3 separate regions of the Mus musculus genome follow, and all the other regions are linked to region 1. A link is a contact called in public Hi-C data. All regions are on one chromosome and are shown on one strand. The core of a region is the stretch at or near the end of the contact, and the rest is flanking DNA. Distances in the headings are between cores, read along the strand shown. Region 1 holds the start of Cbln4 (cerebellin 4 precursor protein). Region 2 has its middle 19 kb from the start of Gm40005. Region 3 has its middle 3.0 kb from the start of Gm35719.

Evidence for each region. A called contact is a pair of places that touch in the nucleus more often than the background predicts.
Region 2: a Hi-C map of cerebellum shows a contact between it and region 1, with 1.9 times the contacts expected there. The contact joins the enhancer-like site here to the promoter of Cbln4 in region 1. A contact is called at or near these places in 5 of 484 Hi-C or Micro-C datasets (cerebellum, cerebral cortex, cortical neurons and 1 more) and 4 of 9 other capture datasets (adipose tissue, embryonic stem cells, liver and 1 more).
Region 3: a Hi-C map of cerebral cortex shows a contact between it and region 1, with 2.9 times the contacts expected there. The contact joins the enhancer-like site here to the promoter of Cbln4 in region 1. A contact is called at or near these places in 2 of 39 promoter capture datasets (embryonic stem cells and second pharyngeal arch cranial neural crest), 2 of 484 Hi-C or Micro-C datasets (cerebral cortex and embryonic fibroblasts), 1 of 115 datasets of contacts at active chromatin or transcription factors (embryonic stem cells) and 2 of 9 other capture datasets (adipose tissue and embryonic stem cells).

The regions. Positions count from the first base shown.
Region 1 is chr2:172,041,888-172,045,598 of GRCm38.p6, forward strand. It overlaps Cbln4 (cerebellin 4 precursor protein), which reads right to left and starts at 1,579. Exons shown (of 3, transcript NM_175631.3): 1 at 130-1,579. The coding sequence starts at 411.
Region 2 is chr2:171,940,969-171,945,037 of GRCm38.p6, forward strand. No RefSeq gene overlaps it. Among named protein-coding and RNA genes, the nearest start is that of Gm40005, 19 kb to the right of the region's middle. Within about 2 kb of position 1,908, at least 10 of the 459 cell types and tissues checked have an H3K27ac peak or open chromatin away from gene starts, as enhancers often do. A contact at or near this core is called in cerebellum, where this site is marked.
Region 3 is chr2:172,157,380-172,161,463 of GRCm38.p6, forward strand. No RefSeq gene overlaps it. Among named protein-coding and RNA genes, the nearest start is that of Gm35719, 3.0 kb to the left of the region's middle. Within about 2 kb of position 2,657, at least 3 of the 459 cell types and tissues checked have an H3K27ac peak or open chromatin away from gene starts, as enhancers often do. A contact at or near this core is called in cerebral cortex, where this site is marked.

The DNA of each region.
Region 1 (3,711 bases), core at 329-2,828:
ACTGATACCGTCAGTTGATAAAACGATCTCGCCACATCCTATTCATATTAGCTGAATCTGGGCATGCAGCCCCCGATACCCAGAGACCACCCATCCCCATATGCGCTCTGCATCCCTCGGGAGTCTGACCTGATCAAAGTAAATGATGCGAGTCTTGTTGCTCATCTCAGATGGCTCGTGGTTGGTGCTCCGAACCGCCGAAAAAGCCACCTTGGAGTTTGCTGCCCGGACCGATATCCCCAGAGGGGAAGATGATGATCCCTTGGAGTCTGTAGCTGGGTTCGAGTCGCACACCACCAGACACTTGCCCTCCAGAACGATCGGTTCCGTGTCATTCTGTGCCCAGACAGGCAGCACTAGAATCAGCAGAACGGCTGGTACCACGGACAGCGCCCGGCGCGCGGAGCCCATGGTGAGCCGCGTGCGCAAGCGGCAGCCTGGCGCTTCTGCTCCCAGGCGGCGCCTGCTACCCCGGGATCCGGGAGCTCGGGAAGACGCCAGTGGCTAGATCGACAGCGCTGCAGGAACAGCGGCGGCGGCGGCAGCAGCGGCGCGCGCACTTCCACCAATTCTCAGGACTGAAGTCTCCCTTCGAACTGGCTGGCTGGCTCTGTTACCTTTGTCCTTTAAGGAGCTCATGCAGAACTCCTACCCTAACTCCTCCACCCCCAAATCAGTTTTGCCTGGGGCCACGGCACCCACACTTGTCCCTTGACATCTAAAAAGTCTCCAGACCCTCTCAGTCACACCTCAAAAGAACAAAATAAATTCTCACCCCGAACCCAAGCACTCCTGGTGAAGCACAGAGCTGAAGACACAGAGGGGACTCCGCGAGTAAACGCTAGCAAAGGTGGCTAGTGCCGAGCGGTGCGGGTGTCGGTCCTGTCCGAGGGACTCTGGTTGGCGCAGGAACAAATTACAGAGGCAGGAGGTGTTTCCGGGGATGAGAAGAATGCCAGGTTATGTCCATGGCTAGGATGCTAGCGACTTCCACTTGCGCTTGGTCAAAAATTCCCCCAAAGCCCGGTGTCACTCCGACGCAGGTAGGCGGCAGCTGAGTGCCCGTCGCCAAAAGCAGTTCTAAGGTGCAGGGCGCCTACTGCCCTGGGTTCCCGCGTCCCTGCGCACAACTTTGTGTCTCAGCGTGCAGTGCAGCCGGAGGGACAGCGCCGAGAGGGCACCCGCGCGCTATTTATAGGAGTGCTGCCTGCAGATGGCTTTGGCTCGCCCGCTCATCCCGTGGATCCCCGGAAAGCAGAAAAGGCGTCCGTTGACCCCAGCGGAGCAGCGCCTGTGTGACGTTGAACGCACCCGGACAGAGCGGGACGCACGGCGCTGCCGGCTGCCAAGGTCTGAGGTCACTTGATCCCCCCGAAATCGCACTTTGTGTACCCAGAGGATGATGCTCACCTGCCTGCACCTGCCAGGGGTCCGCGGCTGCTCGCCGCCAGCTCCACCTGGACCCGCAGAGGGAGTTGTGGGTCCCCTCACCCTGCCCTGCGCAAGACTCTCTGAACCGAACGTGGCGCTGCCAGCTCAGATGTGGAGATGGAAGGACCTCGGCGAATCTGCGCGGTTTGCTATCTGACGCTAAGAGGACCAGCCAGTGTCCCCCAACTGCGCCTGGTCAGGAGCTTGTCCCACGTAACCCTCGAGCCTGGAGAGCCCAGAAAAGCCCGGGGGCAGTTCTGTGCCCTGGGCGGGGCGGGTGTGGAGGAGGCGCCTGTTTTTTTTTCTTCTGCTCAAGAGGATGAGCCTCGGAACCCACTGGGGCTCGCCTTCTCACGCTGTGCAGCCATCCCAATCAGGGGCAGGAACAATCATAGTGAACAGTATCCCTTAAATGTAACAATTAAAATGCACACCCCGAGAGTACTGCACCCTCTCCCTCTTTGATGTTCCTCCCCTGTGCACTCCACTGCCATCTTGGCCTCTGACTGGCAACTTATTTTCCTTTTCGGAAGCCACGGAAGGGAAGCGGGGAAGCAGAGCTTGGCTTTGGAGTTGGCTGCATGAACCTGACCAAGACCTTAATGAGTGGCCAATACTACCCAAACTAAGGGCCCCGGCTTTCTGGTTCAGTATTCTTTGGGGTCAGGACACTCCCAAATTCCTTGTTGACTTCTCTTGACTTCAGCTGCAGGAGAACAGTGCAGCTATTCTCTAATCAAAACAACGTCCCTGTGGAAGCCACCAGCCACTCAGACCTCCTGATTAGTACGTACTGGTTGCAAATTGTTTAGAGGTTGAGTCATGTCCTTGGGTCAGATTAAGCTTCCCAGATGGTCCTGTGCGTTCTTGGAATGGCGTTCGAGCTCTTCCTCTGCAGAATCCAGACAGACCTACATCTTTAGTCTGATCTCCTAAGGTTCTCCAAGGGAATGTGTGCCGCAAGCTCATGCTGAAATTCCAAGTATTAAGATACAAGATGCCCCTAGGGTTGATCCTTAGCCCCAACTTCTTATAGTGATATAAAGATGTGCTGTCTGGAAACACAGTTGAGGGAGGTAGTCAGTGCAGCTTGTGAGTTGCTGGGGCTCTGGGGCTATGCTATTTGTAACAATGTTGCATATCTTTCATCGAAGCTCTAAAAAAAAAACAGAAAAGCTTGCCAGGCCTTTAGGAGAGTGCCACCTTGACACCACCGTAAACTTCATATAGTTTCTCATCTGACCTTTTCTGATGTCCTTATTCAAACACTGATCACTAGTCATTGCAGTGCCTGTGGCACTTCCGTGGTGTGTGTGGGTGTGGGTGTGTATACATATGTGTGCATGTGTGTGCAAATGTATGTGTATGTGTGTGTAAATGTATATGCACATATGTATGTGTGTATGTATGTGTACATGTATATGTCTATGCATGTTCTATTGTGTGTGCATGCATGTGTGTGCATGTGTGTATGTGTACATGTATATGTCTATGGATGTTCTATTGTGTGTGTGTGCATGCATGTGTGTGCATGTGTGTATGTGTGTGCATGTGTGTATGTGTACATGTATATGTCTATGCATGTTCTATTGTGTGTGTGCATGCATGTGTGTGCATGTGTGTATGTGTGTGCATGTATGTGTATATATGTGTGCATGTGTGTACATGTGAATGTCTGTGCATGTTCCATTGTGTGTGTACATGCATGTGTGTGCATATGTGTATGTGTGGGCATGTGTGTGTGCATGTTGTGTGTGTGTCCACTCGTGTATGTGCACGTGGTCCTGCTCTATTGCCTATTGTTTTACACCTTACTCCCTTGGGACAGGGTCTCTCACTGACCTTGGAGCTGGCTCTCCGTCAGCCAGCCTCAGCAAGCCTCCTGTCTCCCCCTTCTCTGGTGCTGGTGTCATAAGCACGTGCATCCACACTTGGCTTTTCATGTGAGTTCTGGGAATTTGCTAGACCCTCGTGCTTGCAGAGCAAGAGCTTTTATTGGCTGAGCCATCTCCCTGGCTCCAGGGCTGGGTTTGAGACCAGACACTAGAAGAAATTTGGTTCGACTTTTTCTCTTGTAAGGGTAAGAGTGCCTCCTCTGGCCAAGATGAAGAATCCAAGCTAAGCCTTGGGGTTTTGTTTGTTTGTTTTTCAACTGGGAGAAGTTTGAGAAAGAACTCAATTGACAGAGCTGTTAAATAGATAACCTTTATTCTCCTCACAAGCCCCGATATATTCTCTCTGTATTCTTTTCTTCTCTTAGGATTTATTTTCCAAAGAAGC
Region 2 (4,069 bases), core at 658-3,157, 100 kb before region 1:
TCTGCTGACTCTGTCCCATTTCACCCCTAGAAATACTATATATGACGCTGTACTTCTTAATAAGCTTGCTTGGCATAAAACGTAACTTGTGTAAGACCCCAGCTTTTGGTATTCTTTATCATCTCATCTCCTGGCTCTCCCACTATGGACCCTGTCACTGAAGACTGACCCACTAGTCGAAGTCACTACACAATTAAATTTTGCTGTGATAGCTTAAGAATCATACAACTTCTACTTACACATGGATGTATGTCTCAGAACATATCTACTCTTATTATGAGTAGACATATGTCTACTCTTATTATGCTGGCTTGGGAAGAGTAGAAACACTGAAACTGGTCATCCAGAATGAAGACAAATTATAGCTTTCTACAGTGTCTCTGTGGGGAGAGGTCAAGGGTGTGTTGAATCATGCACATGGATGAGGAGGCTCAGATGGCAACCTCAGGGGTCATTCCTCAGGGGCCATCTTCCTGTTTTTTTGAGACAGGTCTATCACTGACTAACTAGGCTAGGCTACTGGCCAATGAGCCCCAGGAACCTACTTGCTTCTGCCTGTCCTGGGTTTAAAGTATGTGCCACTACGCCAGGGTTTTTATGTGAGTTTTGGGATTTGAACTCAGATCTCCATGCTTTCTTGGTAAGTACCTCGCCAGTGGAGTCGTCTCAGATTGGCTACTTTTCTGTCGCTGTGACATGACACTGTACCAAAGCAAATCAAAGATAAGAAGAGTTTATTTCGGCTTGCGGTTCCAGATGTATGGATCCACGAGACGATTGGAAGCACCAGCAGTGGGTGATTGGAGCAGGAAGCTGAGAGATTACATCTTAACAGCGTACAGGAAGCAGAGAGGGGTGAACTGGAAAGGACTGCAAAGCTATACACTCTCAACTCCTACCTTAAGTCGAGTACTTCCTCCAAAAAGGCTCTGTGTCCTAAAGGTGTCATAGCCTTTCCCTAACGGTGGCACCAACCGGGGACAAAGGGTTGAAATACCTGAGCCTACAGAAGACACTTCTCACTCAAACATTTCCCCAGCTCCTTTCTCTCCTTTTGAGGCAATTTTAAGTCCAGTGAAGGAGTGGCTGAGGGAAAACAATAGGTACCAGGAAGGAAAAACTAACTAGCCTACCTACAGCTTCTTCCTCTGGGAGACGGAGCAACAGCTGGACCATAATACACAAAACCAGCACGCTTGCCCATTTGAGAGAATGGCATTTGTGGTCTTACTTTGTTTCTAAGGCAAAGTCTCGCTGCTTAGCCCTGCCTAGAACTCACTAGGTAGCTCAAGCTGGCCTTAAACTCACAGCGATCCTCCTGCCTCTGCTCCTGCTTGATGGGATCACACACACACACACACACACACACACACACACACACACACACACCTGGTTACAACCCATGTTTGTGAGAAGGGAAAAGCTCAGGACAAGTGTGCTGTGCCCTTTGCTGGTGTGATTGACAAATGGGGATGTCCTTGTAAAAGCTCTGCCTACCAGCAGCACTGTCCTCTGTCCAGCAGGGGCTGCAGCTCTTCTGGTTCATACCATGGGAGTTTCTGGGGTGAGGGGGTCAGAGCAGAGGCCGCTGTCACTCCAAAGGCATGCACCTGTCTTCGATTCCTCCTCTCCTTGTAATTCATGTCTTTCATCATCGTCTGCCTGGCTTGGAAAGCCATTTTCATCCTTAAGCCTGAAGTGGGTGAGATGTTTGCTGAGACAATCAGCTTCAAGAACCTCACCAACGTGGCCAAGATGGAAGCTTGAGGTTCCTTTTATCTTCCTGCCAACGGTATCTACAGATCACCATTGTCTCTTTCAAGTGACTTTGGGCTCTGTGGGTGCTGAGCACATTACCCTGTTCCCTGCCAGCTCTGCTGAAGCCGGCACGGTGCCCACTGCCAACAGTGCAATTTGCCAGCAAAACATCCAAGCCGGGAAAATGCACACACATCAGAAGATCCGCTTGGAGCATCCGAAGCCAGGCGAGGAACTCATGCAGAATTGTAATTCAAGTCAAGGCCACCCAGCTCTGTTGGAAGCCTTTATAGAAAAGAAACAGCCTCGTACCTAGGGCCACTCTGAGGTCTCTCCAAAGGACACACATCTGCTAAGAGGTGCCTGAGGCACTGCTGTGGTCTAGCATCCAAGGTGAAGGAATAGCTTCATTTATCCTAGACCCTGGAAGTGTTTTCTCCCACCCTGAGGCCCCTTAGAGGTTTCTCTCCCGAAGTACCAGCCAGAGAAGCCTGCCTGTTGGCCTCTCAGCAGGAATGACACACACAATTACCAATCTGGGAGAAAATATGCATTTCAAAGACCTTGGCCATGGCTTGGAGCTGACTGTTAGGACATTGGACTTTTGGTCCGCACACATGATTCTCCCATAAACATGTCACCTGACTAGAGAATAAAGATTCCCAAAGGGACAGTCATTCCAGTCCCTGCTTTCCCCACTCCCAGCAATCTGAGCTGGTGCCTCAGGCTGGGCTGCCTAAAGACTTGTGCTGTTCTGTGTTTTTGTTGTTGTTGTTGTTGTTGTTGTTGTTGGTTTCTTTGTTTATCCAGTAACTGGCTGGCTCGAGAAACTGATTGACAGTCTTCATTTGTCACTGTGATAAGTGATTTCTCAATCAGGGTCATCTTCTATGTACCTGAAAGGCAGAACAAATTGGGGCACTGGTTTGCTATGTTGGATTGGGAATTTTAAGATTTTGGATCTCAGGGCTGGCTTTGCTCCTCAGACGTTAAGAGCACTGGGTACTGTACCAAAAGACTCAGATTTGGTTCCTAGCATCCACGTGATGGCTAACAACCATCTATAACGCCAGTTCCAAGGGCCTCGGAAGATGTGCATGTGGCATAGACATGCATGTGGGCAAACACCCATATGCGTAAAATTACAACGAAACTTTAAAAAGAGAAGTTGTAACTGTAAAACTGTGTGTCAGCACAGCCCTGGGACACTTGAGTTACAGCGGGCATATATTTTTCTCATGTTTTATTTTGGGGGAAGATGGGCCAGTATTTGTGCATGCATGTCTGACAGCTTGGATAAATACAAATAGAGAAAATTAGCAAGGAGGAAATTATTCACAAATAATGAGGTCCACAGGCAAATTCACACGCAGTAAAGAAACAGTGGTTCCCTGAGAGCTGACCACAGGCTGGTCTTTACACTCTGTGACTGGCAGACTTATCTATTAATGTGCAGCCACTCCAAGGAGAAGCACACTACCATTCCAAAAAGGCAGCACAGGAAACTACTTCAAAGATTTTTGTCTTTAAGATGAGGCTTTGTGTAGCCCAGGATAGCCTCAAGTTCATAGTCAAGAACCATGGGAAAACTCAAAGTCCACCATGACTGGGTAGTCTCTGGGCTTGGCTCAGTATGGAGACTCCCTTCTTTAGCAGGTTTTCTCCTTCTCTGACCTTGTCTGGGGAACTCTAAGGCCCCCACTCCCCACTCACCTCTACCTGAGGAAAGTCACATAGCCTCAATTAGTGTATAGGAACAATTACCTTTCTCCTGACAAAACCTGTTCAGCTAGCACCTGAGCTTCCTGAAGTGCTTCACCATGCTAATGAGGTATACCCTAAGCCCTCAGCCAATGAATGACCTTTGCCCACCCTGGATAGCCTCAGTCCTCCAAAACTTTATAAGCCTTCAATCACCCTAAGTAATACAGTTGATCTGCCTACTGACTGCAGGTCCCAGTGAGGTTTATTCACCATACCTACTCACAGGGCTTCCGACCCCCCTGTTTGATATCTCTGCTCCCACTGCCCTCGTGGACTGTATCAGCCAACAGTCCACGAGGATGGGGAGATGCTCAAAGAATGACTTTCATTTTCTGATTTTTGCCAGAGATCAAACCCAGGGCTTTGTCCATGCTGGGCAAGCACTCGACCGAGTGAGCCACATCCCCAGCCTGCTTCAAAGACATTATTCAAAATCACCACCAAGAGAACCTGAAACGTGTGCAGAAGCCACGCTCACCGGATTCATAGAAGATGAAGGAGAGAGAGGTCAAGCCTACATCACAGAGCTCTGCTGAAGATGAAAGAG
Region 3 (4,084 bases), core at 1,407-3,906, 120 kb after region 1:
TTGACAGGGGTACTATGACACTTAATAAAGAAATAGACAAATGGAGAAATGCTCCAGGCAAAACTCACTTCCCTTCAAAAAAAATAGGGCAAGAGTAGGATTAGAAAAATTGTAAACCAATGTCCTGGATCCCACTTACATACAAAGGCATCTGAATTTTCAAGGTATATTTCTTATGTAGACTGAAACAAACGTTACTGTCATTCAGGGACAGCAGTTCATGGCAGAAGCAGTCTATTTATACTCAACGTGAGGCCAAGACCCAACACAAAAGTTCAGGGCATCTTTCATTTCAACACTACCATTGAAATTTTTTGATGAAGTTACTACAATCAAGTGGAGAACTCTCAGAGCCTAGGCAGGAATTTAAAACATCATAGAATGGAAGAAAGAGCCATACAGTACACTCAATACACACACACACTTAAAAGAATCTGATGCTAAAGAAAAGAGAGGAGGAAGAGAAGGAGGAAGCGGAAGGGGAGGAGAAGGGAGAGGAGAGGAAGAAGAAGAGGAAGCAGAAGAAGAATGGGTTTCTACAAGCTCTTTAGTTGGTTGTTTAAAAAATAGTTAGGTTGTTGGATATTGGATTTAACTAAAAATTGACGTGTTTAAGTTCATTTTAATCTCAATGCCATTTTCGACAAGGTGTAATAAGGTTGGCAGTGATCCTACCGGTACCTTTCCTACTTGAGGCCCTGGAGTTAAAGCCCAGCACTGTGTAAGCCAGGTCTGGGGACAGTGTCCCTATAATCTCAGTGGTGGAGAGACGGAGGCAGGAGGATCAGAAGTTCAGGTTTTCCTTGTCTACATACTTATTTTGAGGCCAGTCTGGGCTATGTAACACCCACTCTCAAAAACCTTCATAAATATTCAAAAATACAACTCGTCTTCCACCTCATCAGTGAGACTGATCTGGGATACATGGCCATGGTTGCACACACAGCAATAAGCACACAGTTGAATACACAGCAATGAGCACACACAGTTTCACACACAGCAATGAACACACAGTTGCATACACAGCAATGAGCACACAGTTGCACACACAGCAATGGGCACACAGTTGCACACACAGCAGTGAGCACACAGTTGCACACACAGCAATGGGCACACAGTTTCACACACAGCAATGAGCACACAGTTGAATACACAGCAATGAGCACACACAGTTTCACACACAGCAATGAACACACAGTTGCATACACAGCAATGAGCACACAGTTGCACACACAGCAATGGGCACACAGTTGCACACACAGCAGTGAGCACACAGTTGCACACACAGCAATGAGCACACAGTTTCACACACAGCAATGAGCACACAGTTGAGCACACAGCAATGAGCACACAGTTGCACACACAGCAATGAGCACACAGTTGCACACACAGCAATGAGCACACAGTTGCACACACAGAAATGTATTCTGCACTCCTTTCAGTCGACGGCCCCAGACACATGAGAAGATATCACTCTGTTTACTTCGTCCTGGATTCCCATGGTCCCTATAAGCCTCTTGTCATTTGTCCACCAGGAACACTACTTCTGTTTCATGATCCTGTGCCTACAAAGGCTAATGTCATAACATACCCTGCCTCTGTGTGGCTCAACTGTTGAGAAACAAACCTCTATTTGATGATCATTCTTTTGGGGGTAAAATTATTTTTTGCAGGGAAGGCAAGATGGCTCAGGTGGTAAAGGTGCTTTCTGCCCACCTGACTGCCTTCATACCACCCACAGAAACAACATGGTAGGGAGAGAGGACCGGCTCCCATAAATTGTCCTCTGACCTCCATACATGTGCTGTGGCATGCATGTGCCCATGCACATATACAACACACATGCACACACGCGTGTGTGCATGTATATGTATGTGTGTATGTATATATATATATATATATATATATATATATATATATGAATATGAGTTTTAAATGGATTTTGTGTTCAAATAGATCTGAAAGAAATTGTTTTCGAAGCTTGTCACTGCACATTGGAAATGCCTGCTAGGGCACCCTAGTGTATTTCACCATTATTAAAACTGTAGCCAGAAACAAATAAATAAGAAAACACAGAAGCAGCCTGTCTGGGTGTAGGTAACACAAGATCAGGAAACAGCATCCGCTTTAGCAGATTATACTCGAGGAAGGCGAAGGCATTCATTGTGGGTCTAAGTCCCTGTAGTAGAGTTCAGCGATGGCCCCAAATGGACGGTGCCTGCTCTTCTGCTACCCTTAGTTGATAAATGTGCATCCATTTTTCATTTTGAAGTGTTATTTCCTTTTGCAATTTACCAAGCGCCTTTTCATGCCCCATTTGAAGACCATCTCATGAACAAAGCTCCTCCAGGGGAGACAAGTTAATTATCCGACTGCCACTCTGATTGTCTGGCTTCTGGGAATAAAATTCTTCCCAACCCCAGTGTCCCAAAGAAGCAACTGTTGAGCAGGGGTGTCAGATTCCCACAGGAGCAGATGTCCTCCTCTTCCAGTAAGCCATGAAACCCTGGGCACTGTGGTTAGTCTCCGAGCCCCGGGTTCGCTGTTGCACTTCCTTCTGTCTCCTCAATTGCATGAGCATCTTAAAGTGTAGCCCGGTACACACCGGACTGGAGACACGTCATACGCATAGAGTAGATGTTTCCATTCTGAGAGACCACATGAGATGCACAATCCCCTTCCACTCACAGGAAGATGTGGGAGTCACTGAATGAAGCATCCCTGGATCTTATTTCAGAAGTGTTTCCACAGCAACGACATTACATACGTTGAGAGACGCATTATTTTTGTTACTTTTCTCGTTGCGGCCGCCTAGTGCCCAACAAGAAGCCATTTAAGGAAAGGTTTATCCTCAGGTACAGTTCAAGGGAATAAATATAGCCCGTGATAACGAGGAAGCGCGGCTGCAGGAGGGGAGGCAGCTGGTCACGCTGCACCCATAGTCCGGAAGCAGGAAATGAACAGGAAGTGTGGCCAGGCTACAAAACTCAAGGCCCGCCCACAGTGACCCATTTCCGCCAGCAAAATTCTACCTCCTAAATGATCCCATAAGTGTCCCAAACAGCTAGGAATCAAGTGTTCAGACCCATGAGACTGTGGGGGACACTTTACATTCAAATCACCACGCAGATATTTGTAACTTACAAAGGACGTTGGGACGCATTGCTCCAGAGACTGTGTCTTCAAACTCTAGATATGCTGAGATTGCAAACTTCTCCTGGGCACAGCAGCAAGCAACTTAACTACCGGAGCCATCCTTCCCAGCCCCCGTCTTCTGACTCTTAAGGGGCCTGGAACAATGCCACTTCCCTAGCCAAAGTATAATTTACAGCCTAGGGGAGGTGGGAGTGGGGGGTATGCCTTAACATTAGCACTCTTGCCTAGCATTCAAGAAGCTCTGAGACCAATACACCAAAAGAAAAGAAATAGTTTATTATAAGATGTAAGAATACCAAGATATATATGTTTATGTGTATGCATGCATTATATATATATATCCTTTCCATATATATATATATATATATATATATATATATATATATATATGATGGAAATATCCCTTTGGCTTAATATTAAAAAAAAAAGCTCTGGGTAGGTATTCCAATTTAGAAGGAACGACACCTAGTGCAAAGAGTCAAATGTATATTAATTACAGCTTATTTATTTAATGTGTGCCAAGCTATGCAAAGGGTAGGTTGAAGGGGACAATTCAAGAGCACTAGCAGTCTCAGAATCTGTTACCTACAAGCCTGACTATTTTACACTGGGGTTCGTGGCAGATAATAAGAAAATGAAGTGCAGGTGGGGGAACGTGACATCAGACACGCTGACCCACATCAAGGGAAAGCACCCAGTGCTCACATCCAACTCCTCAGAATCCTCCATGAACCAGAGTGGACAAGATCCCCAAACCGAGCACACAGTGTCCTGCACAGCTTGCACCAACTTTCATTCATACAGCAGGGCCCTCCTGGTGCCTCTGGATGAGCTAGCGTAAGAGCGGCACATTCTGCCAGCAGTGTGTAACTGTGGGTTTTTACAGATTCAACTACTAAAGTGGCAGTTTCTTTGAAATGGATGATCC